Regions from separate parts of the Mus musculus genome. Here region 2 is linked to region 1. Evidence: chromatin contacts called from public HiChIP or PLAC-seq data. All regions are on one chromosome and are shown on one strand. The core of a region is the stretch at or near the end of the contact, and the rest is flanking DNA. Distances in the headings are between cores, read along the strand shown.

The links. HiChIP or PLAC-seq counts read pairs in DNA pulled down with a chosen protein or histone mark.
Region 2: an H3K4me3 HiChIP or PLAC-seq map of embryonic stem cells shows a contact between it and region 1, with 9 read pairs. The contact joins the promoter of Cplx1 here to the promoter of Ccdc18 in region 1. A contact is called at or near these places in 3 of 39 promoter capture datasets (the HPC-7 cell line, cranial neural crest and hematopoietic stem and progenitor cells) and 1 of 115 datasets of contacts at active chromatin or transcription factors (embryonic stem cells).

The regions. Positions count from the first base shown.
Region 1 is chr5:108,130,273-108,137,190 of GRCm38.p6, forward strand. Ccdc18 (coiled-coil domain containing 18) reads left to right here and starts at 2,642. Exons shown (of 29, transcript NM_028481.1): 1 at 2,642-2,726; 2 at 5,150-5,292; 3 at 5,701-5,872. The coding sequence starts at 5,153. Tmed5 (transmembrane p24 trafficking protein 5) reads right to left here and starts at 2,348. Exons shown (of 4, transcript NM_028876.3): 1 at 1,964-2,348. The coding sequence starts at 2,152.
Region 2 is chr5:108,546,572-108,553,489 of GRCm38.p6, forward strand. Cplx1 (complexin 1) reads right to left here and starts at 3,456. Exons shown (of 4, transcript NM_007756.3): 1 at 3,318-3,456; 2 at 1,935-2,038. The coding sequence starts at 1,965.

The DNA.
Region 1 (6,918 bases), core at 1,392-3,891:
GAAAACCAGGCTTGGCCAGCCTTTGCTTCCTTCGGAGTGCTGGGATTAAAGGCATGCATCCCCATTTAAAAGATGTGCACGTGGAGGCCAGAGGTTGACATCCTGTATTGTGCTCCAACTTACTTTTGAGACAGGGTCTTATTACATAGCCCAGGCTAGCCTTACCTTGTCATCTTCCTCTCTTAGCCTCCTGAGTATTTAGAATTATCAGCATACAGTACCATGCTTGCTTGCAAGGAAAGTTCTGATGAATAAAATTTCTTTTCTTACCTAGATTCTTTCACTAAACCCATAGCTGGTTTCCCTGTGCCTAGTTTTACTTCCTTTAAATCTGCCTTTCACAGTCTACCTACCTATCTGCTTAATCTTACATGGCCTTGCAAAAAATAAGGGAAAAGGTATTCATCACAAAACACATTTATGGTCCCTTCTGCGTTGCCTCGATGTGTGGTCTATTTTCTTCCTTTGCTACTCCTACCCTAAGACCTGACAGTCTTCAAAGCTAATAAAACCCCAGTACTTATAGTATGCCTCGGAACACTTAAACTATACATCCTACAATCACAATGTCTAGTCAATTCTTCCCTTTTCTAAAACTGGCCTCATTCCTTGCATTCTTAACTCATTTTCAGATTTATTTTTATTTTCTCCAACAATCCTATTCTCTGAAAACCAAAAATCATGCTTTATTCAAATTGCCTGTAGGATGTGATGGTTCATGCTGTAATACCAGTCCTGGGTGGGGGGGGAGGACACGACTTAGAGAAGGACTCCTGTGAGATCGGAGGCTAGCCTGGGCTAAATACTGAATTCAATGCCATTGGATACATAGTTGAAACCTTGTCACAAAAACCAGAGCAACCAACCATCCATCCAACCACAGCCTACCAAACCCATCAAGCCCAAACAAAGCCTGCCTATGAACCCCCAAACTCCTGAGAACCAGGTTTTTCTCAGTTTGTTCCTCCTCCTGGAACAATTCCTTGCATACATTAATTGTTCAGTAAATGCTAAACTTTTGTTCACAAGTGGAAATCAAGAAATATTAAGCTGTAACCTTAGTTGTGCTGAGATTTTTGTATATTATGACTTTAGATACTTCCTGTAATTACTGTAAACATCTATAAATAATCCCAAAGGCTCCACATATAAAAGTTTTACATAAGAATTAAAAAAAGATTTAATAATAAGCGTATTCTGCTGATACTAAAAAGAAAACAATGACACGGGAAGAAAGCTGACAAAGTTCAATGGAAGAAAGGTCATACACTATTATCTTATTTGATTTCAAAGTGATGGATGTACACCCGGGATGACAATGTACCACTAAATACAGCAACAGTCCATTTCAACACATTTCAAAATCTGACTTAGAGATCTTCGCATGGACACAATTCAATACTCCCAAGACTGGGTTTCACTATGCAGCCTTGACTGTTCAGAGATCCACTTGCCTCTGCCACGGGAATGCTGGGGTTAGAGGCGTGTGCCACCACTGCCCAGCCACAATTCAAAACATCGTGCCGATTTTATAATATCGGGATTTGGTGAAAGTGGTGAGAGTGAGTCAAACAAGTGTTATCACTTCGTCCAATAATAAAGAAGAACGTGTATCAACCCCTTACAGCGAACTTCTCAGAACTGTAGGGTATGTAAACTAGCTTGAAATGGCTTGGGGGAATTAAGAAACAAAGAGTAACGCCATTGACGTCACCAGTGCTGGCCTCTTTCCGACCAGAGGAAAGGGAAGAGAGAGGGTAGGTGTCAATTTTAGGACTGGCCAAACTTGTGAGTTCCAGGCTCCCAGGAGCCCCGCTTAAGTACGCCTGCGCCAAGCAGGCCAGTTTCCCAGGAGACCCTCCTCGGATTCACCTCGGTCGCTGTCCCACCTTTTCCAAGTAGGTGAGAGGCGACCATGTGGTGCGGCCCGGCCCAAGGAAGGCTAGCCCACTTCCGCACTTACTTGGTATTCGATCTCCAACGATGCCTTCAGGGGCATGGGCTGGTAGAAACACTCCTTCCGGCCGGCCGGCAGCGTGAAGGTAAAATCACTGTCCAAAGAGGGTGTGAAGCCGGCCGCCCCGCGCAGCAACGCTGCGGGCAGAGCGGACAGGAGCAGCACGGGGAATGGCAGCCACATCCTGCCGCCCATCCCTGTCGATCTCTGCCTGGACGCGTGTAGGGAGGTGCGGGATACTGGTGTCTCCGATTTGAAATCCCGATCTGAGGGAACTTCAGGCAGCGGCGAGCCTCACTCTCTTGGAAGGTGGAAGCACTGCCTTCCACTGGGCCGGGCGAGGGCGGGGCCAGCGTCCCCTTTCGGCTGCCTTCTGGGTTTCGCATCCTTCCTTCACACCAGACTTGTCGGTTTCGGCTTCCCTCACACACGCCAATCAACGTTGGCGGGGGTAACGACGGGAAATGTAGTCCGAGGTGACCACGGCACGCCGCTCATCCGCGCTTCCAGACTCATTTCCCGGCATGCCCTGCGCCCCGCTCCCGTTCGCAGAGCCCCGCGTGGTGGGCGGGGTCGGGGCCCGGGAGGCGGGTCCCAACGGCTGCCGCGGCGGTTCGAACTCGGCGCCTCGGAGGTTCGCTGGTTCTCCTCATCGAGAGTCAGAGGCTTCCATGTCGTGGGCTGCGAGAGTGTCCCAGGCTTCCGAGCGCAGAGGAGGCTCGCGGTGCGCCGTGGTCTGGGGACGCTAACCCCGCCTGCGATCTGGGTGGTGAGCAAACGCCTCCTGGCTGGAAAAGGGCTTTCCCGAGGGGTTTGTTTTCTCTTGGGACAGTCGACCTGCGCCTGGCCTGCTTGTGAGGCGTTTTCTTTTATTTGAGGCAGAATCGGAAAGGAGGCTGCCAGACTTTGCTCTACTCCCTACAGGCAGATGGAGGACCTCTTTCTTGAAATAAAATACTGTATAAAACCATGTACTCTTTCTCAAGCGGAAAGTCCTGTCACAGGATTTTATAGAGTGTAAAGTGCTTGTCCTTCGCTCGATGAGTGTGCGTGTGTGAGAACTCATTTTTCACTAGACTTGAAGATACGGTTGTCAGGGCCGCCCTATAGGTAAGATGATAAGCCTTTCTACGTACACATACTACAGGTAAACGTAGGAAAATGAGGATGTTTAAATACCAGACGTATCCAATTCTGAACGGCTAGAAAATTCTTACGTGAAAATGCACAAGTTGCTGAACGTAAAAGCCTGACTTAAATGGTGTCCTACAGTACTGATCAGCATTTTCTAGTCTCAAGTTTCTTCTTTTCTCTCCTCCATTATTCTGTACGAAGCTAGAGATGTTGCATAGATGTGAAGTAGCATGGATTCCTGAGCCACTGACTGGGGAAGTCTTCCAGCTTATGCAGAAGCAAATTTGTTAAAAAGAAAACCAGAAACAGGGTAGAAAAGGGTAGAAACATTTACATCTACAAAATATCTCGTTTAATTTTAGGCCTCAACTTTTTCCAATAAGGTGCGAGGTGTTTTTTTGTTTTTGTTTTTTTTTCCAATCCACCCTACTCCTGAGAAATTTTGCGTGGGAAATTAATGTACCAGGACCGTTTTTACCTGAGTGAGGGAGGGAGAAGGCAGTTTATTCATTTATCCGTTCAAAATAATTGAGTTTTCCTAAGTGCATTACACTCTTGAACATAATAGGTGGGAATTAATAATATCTGTAACCCAAATTTTAAGAAAGGCAATGAAAGAGGTGCTACAGTGAAAAAAAAATTAAATGGAATATGAGAGAGAAGTGAAATTGTAAGATTATGCAGAAAGTTCTATAGTAGGAGTGGAAATTCTAAAACTTTTTAGTTTTTATTTTAGTAATTACAATAATAAAGCATCCTTTACTGTGATTTCAAGAATATTAATTTTACTCTGTGTCTGTGGGTGTTTGGGATCCTCTGAAACTCGAGTTACAGACCATTGTAAGCTACCATGTGGGGGCTGAGAATATCAGTGGCAACCCTTTGAAAGAGCAATGCCTTTAAACCCAGAGCCATCTCTCCAGCCCATCATGATCTTTCTTTTTTTTTTCTTTTTTTTTTTTTTAAGATTTATTTATTATTTATTATATGTAAGTACACTGTAGCTGTCTTCTGACATTCCAGAAGAGGGAGTCAGATCTCGTTACGGATGGTTGTGAGCCACCATGTGGTTGCTGTGATTTGAACTCTGGACCTTTGGAAGAGCAGTCAGGTGCTCTTACCTGCTGAGCCATCTCACCAGCCCCATGATCTTTCTTTTATGGCCAAGAAACTTAGTTTCATGCTCACAGGTTGGTGCAGCAAACAGTTCACTGCATGTAGTTCTATGAGTTGAACTGCTAACTGTCATTTTTGTTTTGTTTTGTATTTTTTTGAGACCATGTCATACTATACAGGCCAGGTTGGCTTTGCGCTCACAGAGACCCACTTGCCTCTACTTCCCAAGTGCTAGGATTAAAGGAATGGTAACCATATCCACTCTCTACATGTCATTTTGATCTGTGATTATGACTCGCGAGTGTTGTTAAATTTTACAACCACTGTGAATGGGAGGAGATAACTTACCTGGTAATAATAGCTTTTAAGAATTTATGGAAGATTTTTGTTTTGTTTTGTTTTGTTTTGTTCTTTTTTGAGACAGGGTTTCTCTGTATACCCCTGGCTGTCCTGGAACTCACTCTGTAGACCAGGCTGGCCTCGAACTCAGAAATCCACTTGCCTCTGCCTCCTGAGTGCTGGGATTAAAGGCATGGGCCACCACGCCCGACAGAAGATTGTTGTAACATCAGATATCCAGGGCTTCTAAAGTTAAGTTTTAACATCTCATATTGAAGTTAATTAGAAAACTATACCTTGATTCAAATCTCAGATTGATCCTCTAAAATTGTGTGACTTTGAGCAAATTCATCTTCTACGAAAAAATTGCATCCATTCATTTGTGTGTGTCTGTGTGTGATGAGTGTCATGACTGTGGAAGGCAATGGACAACCTGTGGGAGCCTCTCCTCTACCCTGATCTGTTGGTCCTGAGGAGCACCCTCGGTTCTCAGTCTTGGTGCCAAGCACAGGTTTTTCAATTTTATTGCTGTGAGATTATTTTAATTTATACCATAAAATCTTCAGGCTAACTCCAAGAAGTTTCTTTCTATTTTTTGTTAAGGAAATGGAATTTATCTCATCAGACTACTGTACTAAAGACAACGACAATGAGGAGGAAAGTTTGCTTGCAAACGTTGCTTCATTAAGACATGAACTCAAAATAACAGAATGGAGTTTGCACAATTTAGGGGAAGAGTTATCCAGGCAAGGAAATAAAATCACATGAATAAATTGTAAAGTATTTATAAATGTAAAATGGCTAGATTTCATTATATGTTCTGTTTAGTATGTCCCGGGACTAAGACATAATTGTGAAAGTGGAAATATTAACAAACATTTACATATTAAGAAAACATCTTTAATATATCAGGAACCAGTATACAATATATATTCAGATTACTTATCTTTCATTATTGTAGCTGCTTTTTTATTCCTGAAGTAAAGAGATTCATGAAATATATAGCTAATGTAAACTAATTGTGATTTACTGAAAGTGTGTTGGAAACACAGTCTTATGCTCATAACTTTGGATCTAATTTCTGATTATTATATGTAGAAATTTGTGGTAAAAAGTATGTCAGAAATGATCTGTAGTTTTCCTTTTTTCTGTAGTGTTAGTCCAAGTGAAAATTCTGAGTATGTCTGCAGTCCTTCAAGATCTGAAAGGCTTATTTTGGAAGAACTCACCCAACCTAGCCACCTGGGACGTTTGATTTACCCACCTTATAAGAAAGTTTGTAAAACATCTGATAGTACTGATTATCAAAAGAAATCAAGAGATCAGGTTATTATCTTTAGATCTGATTATTTAAAATATCTTCCTTTGCATGTCTTATGTTTTTACATTATTATAGTCTTTTACTATAGTTATTGTGATTGAAATATAATTGTTCTTTTTAAATATATGTGGATGAGTGTTTTGTCTGCATATGATGTAGAGGTCAGAAAAGTGTGTTGGATCCCCTGAAACCTGAGTTAAAAGTCCTGAGTTCTGGGCAGTAAGTTCCAGTTGTAAGTTTCTATGTGGATGCTAGAAATTGAACCCAGTCCTTGAGAAAACAACTCGTGCTCTTAATTGCCACCTCCCCAGCTCCATAATTATTCCTGTCTGAGGCCAGCTCTGGCGGTTCTTCTGGTTCTGTCTTGAGGGTAGCTGAGGCCGGGAAGAGTGTAGGCAGGGGCAAGACTTGGTCTTGCAAGATATTTAGGGTTGCTTTTTTGTTTTGTTTTGTTTTTGTTTTTTGCTTTTTTTTTTTTTTTTTTGGTTTTTCGAGACAGGGTTTCTCTGTGTAGCCCAGGCTGTCCTGGAACTCACTCTGTAGACCAGGCTGGCCTTGAACTCAGAAATACACCTGCCTCTGCCTCTCGAGTCCTGGGATCAAAGGCGTGCGCCACCACGCCCGGTTTAGGGTTGCTTTTTAATAATAAAATGTTTACCTGTCCTAAGTCTAAGTTACTTGTAATGGTAGCTGACCTGCCTGTCTGAGTTCCTCTGAGGCCAGAAACTGCAGTCTCTGTAGTTCAGCATCTTATAGTAAAACAGTGGGGAGTTAAGCAAAGGATTAATGGCTAGGGCTGTTTTTCTCTCTTGCCCAGAAGCCTTGCCTCTGCTTGTCAGGCTGTAGAGATGTTTGGAGCAATAAACTTTGAACCAGGAGAAGAATATCATGCTCCCAGAAGGAAAAACTTACTCAAGTATATATGCATAAACTCACATAAATTTGTATTTAAATTCACACATGTGCATTTATACATCTTCATACATTCCTGTTGGGGCCAGCTACATGCTTATGTCATAATTACATACTCACACACATAATTAAGAAGTAA
Region 2 (6,918 bases), core at 2,206-4,705, 420 kb after region 1:
TGGCTTAGGGTCTTGTGAAGCAACAGATCACAAGTTCCTGAACCTGCAACCATAAGTTGAGATGGTCCAGTGAAAGAGCCACACATATGCTTCTGGGCTATTATTTTCTTTCCTATCACCTTTCTCTGGGCTTGATCCATATCTTGGGGTTTCTGTTGCCTTTTGACCCTTATCTGAAACTTATCCCTCTCTTCCAACCATCTCTGACTGGCTCCATTTTGCTCTGCTCACACACACCCTAAGACACCAAAGGTCACACACACATGGAGTTTGGAGTCCATGACAAGACTGTGAGTGGTGGATGGAAAACCACTACAGTTCTACTCAGCATCATGGAAGCTACATCCCTATCTCCATAAATGAATGTAAATTGAATATAGGGTAGTTTGGATGGTGCTCAGCCTAGTATGTGGCTACTACCCTGTAGCTTCTGTCTGCTGGTTACCACACCGCCCCAACAGCTTTCACAGCACCCCAAGAAGCACGCCCCATTGCTGGTGCAGGAGAAACTTTGGGCTGACATGGAACAATGAGGGAATCCAGGCTGGCAATTACCCAGCTAATTTCAGCTATGTAGACAGCCAAATCAGAGATTTCGGTTTCTTTAAAAGCCCACCTCAGGGCCAGAATTAGCCACAAAATTAATTGTCTGTAGCAGCCTGGGACTTTCTGGGTATAACACGGGTCTCTTCTGATACAGGATGCTGGCTTGTCCCTGAATCCTGTCCCGGTGATGTAATCATTATAATTAGATTCAACCTGAGTCTACCACAGTCGTGAACTCTCAGCAAGCACACTGGGTCTCCTTTTCATCACATATGAGTGAAGTCACAGACACCCTCTGGGAGATGCCTATTTCTGCAGACTTCTCCTCTTTCCTGGCCCCAAGGTCCCCACCAGCTTTCTCTCTGTGAGTGTTCCCCTTCCCTTTTCCATACCAGCAAAAGATGCCTAGCACATTCCAGCTCAGACCCACACCAGTCAAGGGGCTCCCCTGCAGGCCACAAGGACTCTTCAATAGTAAAGTTGGTGTGAACTCTCAGCCCTGAGGGTACACAAGGGTATCGGGGCACCCAGAGCAGGTAGCTCTGAACAAACATGAATTCCACCTAGGGCGATCTCAACCTCTACAGGCTTGAGCTGACCAAACTGCCCTGCTGAAACCCATTGCAGCCAGATGGGTACCAAACCTTCGGCTCACTGGTTCAGCACCTCCAGCACCTCCTGGCCAAGAGCTCAGTTGACTGTCCTCTACCAGCTTCTAGTCCTACTGTTGCTAGCTACAAAGATGGCTTTGGGCCAAGTGAGGACAGGACTCTTTTCAAATAGTGAGTGAGCAGGCTGCCCTCACGCAACGACATAAAAGGAAGCTATATATTCTCTGCAGAAGGGGTCTTGGTTGCATAGCTATCCCTTCTTGTCCTTGTGAATAGTACTGTGTCTTACCTGGGAGAAACCCATAGAGCCCAATGCCACAGTTGGGATCACCCAAATCCTGTTTCCTAACCCAGTCCTGGTGCACAGTTTGTTCCCAGGACTGACAGAATGAGGGCTGCTCACAAGCCTTGTTAGGATATCTGCCTTGATCAATGCTGCTTGGCTCTTGATGTGTCTCAGGATGACCAGTGGGTTCCACTGCACCATGGCATGGGGACATGGGGCCATATTACACAGCACGTCCTCCCCATATCTCATATTAAATCCCAAGGCTTGAGTCACCAGGGGATTCAAAAGTACTGGGCTGGGGGACTGCCTTAGGCTTGTTCAGAGTGTAAGCAACCATCTGCAGAGCCTGTGCGTGAGGTCAGAAGTGGTCATGCAGCCATGTGTTTTCGTGCCACTGCAGTGGTGGAGACATGTCTCTCTGAGTATCAGGTGTCTGTGTATCGCTGGAGGCCCAAACCCATGCGCCCCCCCCCTTGCCCACCTCCTACCTCCCAGGGCTTGTTTCATCACGAACTCCATGGTGATGGCTTGGTTCCTCAGGAGCCACTCCCGGGGTCAGATTTCACATTCAAGTGTGGTCAGGGTCTTCTGCCTAGAGAGAGTAGGTGGTCATAGGTACCCTGACCAACCTTTCCTGAGACCCTCATCTACTCCTTGCTCTCCTCTCCACTATCCCAAGAGTCTAGGGTGAGAGGCTTTGTTCCCACACCCAGACCAGGATGGCAGGGTTCAGAGCCCAGCCAAACCAACAGTTATCTTGCTTCTTCTGGGGTTTCTGAAGGAAGCTTTTAGATGCCACTGCAGCTCACAACCTGGGGCCACCAGTTACTGGAGACTGGCGCCAGCCTCCTCAAGCGGGGGTGGAGCCCAGGGGGCATTTGAAGGTCAATGCTCCGCTGTAGCACCCAGGTTCTGGCTGCTCAGCCTCCTTGGCAGTTTTGGAGCTGTGGGGCAGGGGTCCCTCTGGGGAAGAATTGGAGAGACAAGTCCATGAATGTCCCTCAGGAAAGGTCCTTATGACTTCTGACTAGTCTCAACTATATCTGTCTCTAGAGAGACTCTGGAGGCCCACAGCAGAACTGGCCCTGGATGGAGTCCCCGTCTTCCAGTGGGAGGGGAAACAGATGACCCACTCCTGCTTCTGCATGGGGTAGGGCAACCCAAGTCAGAATGCCCAGCGTGGACTAAAGTGCCAGCAGCATTTAGAAAGGTGCTTTCTGTAATGCCAACAGCTGCAAAGACATCCCTCTTTGTAGAGTCTTTCCTATCAGGGAACCTGGTCCTGAGGGATCCAGTGTTTCACAGGTTTCTCTCTGCGGAATGAGACCCGAAGGGGTGCCAGGCAGGAAGAGTGTCCGAGAAGCTAGGGGTTCAGGGATGCCTTTGCAGCAAAGCCAATTGCCTTCTAAACTTCTCTCTGTTTCCGGGAATCGGGGGATGGGGGCTCCGCAGGGCCAGCTGTAGAGAGGCTAGGACGCTGCGGAGATTCCGCAAAGACCAAGGCATCCCGTTCTCTCGCGGCCGCCGCACCCTTTGCTTTGCTGGGCGAGGTGCCCGACCGGAGCACGGCCTCAGGCCGGAGCGCGCCAGGGAAAGAAGAAAGAAAGAAAGAAAGAAAAAAGATGCCTATGGGAAAGGGAATCAAGGGCCGTTTCAGCACCTCACGATGGACAGCGCCTTTCAGGCTGAGCAACCTTGGGTCTGAAAGACAAGGAACCAAGAGTAGGGGAACCTAGGATATGGGTAGGAGACCCACGGCTAGAAAGCGGGGATCCAGAAAGGGAAGCCCAGGAGTCGGGAAGAAAACTGGGCTGGGAAGGGGAAAGGAGGGAGCCGGTTAAGGTCGGACTGGCTGCTAGGGCGCCGGTTACCTTCCAAGGTGGACGATCAACAGCAGCGCGCTCTCAGGCCGGCGGGGTCCATGTGGCGCTCTGTGCTGCTGCGGCGGCTGAAGGACACCGCGAGGAGGGCGCGTCACTCAGAGGCGCCCCCGCCCGCGTCCCGCATGACGAGGAGGGCGGGGCTCGGCGGAGGTAGGGGGGGCAGCCGCGCCCCCGGTTCCCAGATCCTGGCCTGGCGCGCGCGACAGCTGCATTAGGGGCCCCTCTTTGGCCTGGGCCACTCTCTCCACACCGGCTTGGAGACCCTCCTGAAGTCCTACTGAAGCGCCCTCCTGAAACGCTGGGAGAATGCAGGGATGGGGTCACCATCCCTAATCTACCAACCACGTTTGCTCCTGACCGGGTTTCTTTGCTCTTTGCTGGCAGGGCGGGAGAAGGCGAGCACAGCCCGAGACCCCCGATCGAGCAAGATAGGCCCACACATCCAGGCTTCTCCGGTGTGCAGAGCCGCCAAATGTGGCTTTGGTGGGATAGAAACCCCAGTCAGTCAGGGACGCCTGAAGGTCACTGCGGACATGGATGGGCGGGGGCTCCTGGGAGACAGCCACAGCCCCGCCTCTAGGCCGCCCCTTCCCCTGGCACCGGGATTTCAACTCTGCGGCAGCTGCACTGCAGAGCCCAGTGGCCACAAGGTTGGCCTGGTATCCCTGCAGTTATCCTGGGGGGCTTCTGTGAGGCAATCGTCTTCGCAGAAGTCAGAGCATGTGGGGACACCTAAGCTGTTTTTTATTCTGGCTAGCCAGGTGGTAATTCCTGACCCGCAGAGTCTAGTGCTGATGGCCATTGCTTTAACTGTTAATGTTCCTCCTGGCTGAGTCATTCTTAAGGATTAGGTTGTTCTTGACCTTCACCCAATTCAGTGAAACTTCTTGCCTCATGAGTATTCCCCCTTCACCAACATTCCAAAGCTGCCCCAGGGTGCTTGGTGGCTTGAATTCGAGGGCTAGGGGTGGGGAGTAAGGGAGGGTCCATTCCAGACTTGCTTTTATCAGTTTTTGTTCCTTTGACCTAGCAGATTCAAAGTAGAAGAGACCAGGAACGGAGCTGGAGTGGAGACAAGAAGAGAAAGTGTTAAGCCCCACACCTTCTGCCCTGACTTCAGCCTGGGGCCCTGGAGTTAAGGATACTGTCTGATCCCACTGGTGAAGTGCCTGCACTGCACACAGGCATATGCCTAGGAGGAGAGGATCATTTAGGAAGTTGGGCATGACTCACATCAGACACAGAAGAGTTAAGTCTCCCAGTGCCCTTCCTACTGGCACTGTCCATCTCAGTTCACCCACCACACTCATGGTAAGGTTGGTTGATGCCCAGAGCCTTGTTCAGGCCCAGGACTGATGTCCTGTGGAATGGGGTCACCTGCACACAGATGTGCCCAGTCTGGCTCATTCTGTGTTTTCGGAGTCTATAGTAGCTAGCAAAAGCAAGGGCCACAGCAAGACAGACTCATTACTTCTCACCTGCTTTTCTTCTCCCCGCCACGCCACCAGATGGACCTGACCTTCTGTCAGCAATCCCATAGAAGACCCTGGGTTAACCTCTTGAGACAAAGCAGGCCAACCTAATCCATTCATAGTCCTGAGCCCAGCTGAGATTATTAGAGGCAAAGGACCCTAGGACTAGTGGGCTTCCACTTTTACTTCCTCTGTCTCTGGCTGTCTCTGCCTTCCTGTGTCTACCTTTGTCTCTCTATCGTCTCTATATCTGCTGTTCTTGTTTTTATGTCTCAGTGTATCTCTCTTTGTTTCTCTGTCCTAGCTTTTTTTCCCTCCCTCCTGTATGGGTGTTTGTCTGCATGTCTGTGGACCACATGTGCATCTGGTGCCCACAGCATCCAGGAAAGAGTGTTGGATCCCCCTGGGACTGGAGTTACAGATAGTTGTGAGTTACCATGTGGGCACTGGAAATCAAACCTGGGTCCTCTGAAAGTGCAGCCAGTGATCTTAACTATCGAATCATCTCTCCAGTTCCCTAGTTTAATTTTGTATATGTGTTGTTTTGGTATTTATTTATTTATTTATTGGGTTGTTGTTTTCAAAGAGGTTCTCATGTGTTACAGGCTGGTTTTGATATATAGGCAGTGATGACTTTTGTATTTGACCTTCACACTCCTGGCATCACCTTCCAAGTCCTCAGAGTACAGTACAATGCCATTCCCAGACTCTGCTGAGGGAAACAGGCAAGGAGAGTGACAGTCTCAAGTTTGAGTGAGAGAACCCTGGGAGATGGCAGTTGCTTGGGCTTGAGAAATCGTTCAGTGCAGTGCTACCCTAGGGAGAAGGCTCCATAACTGCCTGCCAAGCTGAGGTGTGGACCATAGCTAAGGCTGGCTTTTACAAGCTACCTAGACCTCTAAACCTATAATACAAAGAGGCAACATGGCAAAAGGCCTCTGCCTAACTGACCAGCCATCTGGAGTAGACAAGGCGTCTTTAAAGCAAGTCGACCTGGCTGGCCTCAAACTCACAGAGTTTGAGATCACAAACTCACAGAGTTTGAGATCACAAACTCAGCAGAGATTCTTCCGTTTCTACCTCTCAACTGTTGGGAATTAAAGGGATGCACTATCCATTCCTGATAGCTTCATTACTATTTTAATATTTTTGTTTGAGATATCTCTATATAAATGGAATTGGGGGGGTTGTGAAGAGATGGCTCAGCAGATAAGAGAGCTTGCTGTTCTTACAGATGATCCAGGTTCAGTCTACAGACTTCTAGCTGTACAAAGGATCCCAAGAACCTAGTGAAAAAGACTGGTTTGTTGAAGATCCAGGAGGTGAGAGTTCCAGGATCCAGAGGACTTGTGTATTAGGACAGACAGGAGGCAGATAGTGATAGGAAAAGGTGAAAATGGATAAATGGCCAAGTGATGTAGACATCATGGAGGAGCTAACAACCAGAGGTCAGCCCTGGACACCATATGCATTTGTTTACAGATAATTGCTGGCTGAGGGGCCTGGGACAGAGAAGGGACACCTTGCTCATCTGTCCCCTTTACAGGTGCTTCAGAGGCTCCACTACCAGAAAGCACAGAATGTGAGGGCTGAGAGGGCCTCCTAAGGTTGACAGAAAACCCCTCTGAAGGGTTGTCTACCAGGCTGGGGCAGTGCTAACACAGCACTGGCAGGCCTTGTCCTTTCCCCTTCCCTCTCCCTTGCTAAACTGTTAGATTGCATTCCTAAGCTAGTTCTCAAGGTCTCTTCCCTTATTTGGCCACTTCCTTAAGCCTGACTAAAACTCCAAGGTTCAGGAATCAACATTCACATTTTGGCTATACTGGTTAACTGGTCCAATCAGCTCTTACCAACTCATCCTAACACAATTTTTCTTTGTCCCCTTAAAAATCCATCCCTACAGAGACACCTGCTGTCTTATTCCTAACCAGAGGAAGTCTACCTCACCCCCCACATCTCTAGGGTAATAAATTTTTGTGCTGAGAACTTGGTGTCTGGGTATGTTTGTTCAGACTAGGAGGGTACAGAGCACCCTCCACTTTGATTCCTGGGCAATGTAGGTTGCTCCAGAGGATGGTAAGGACAGGCTGCTCTGTTCTAGTCCCACTCTGGTCTCT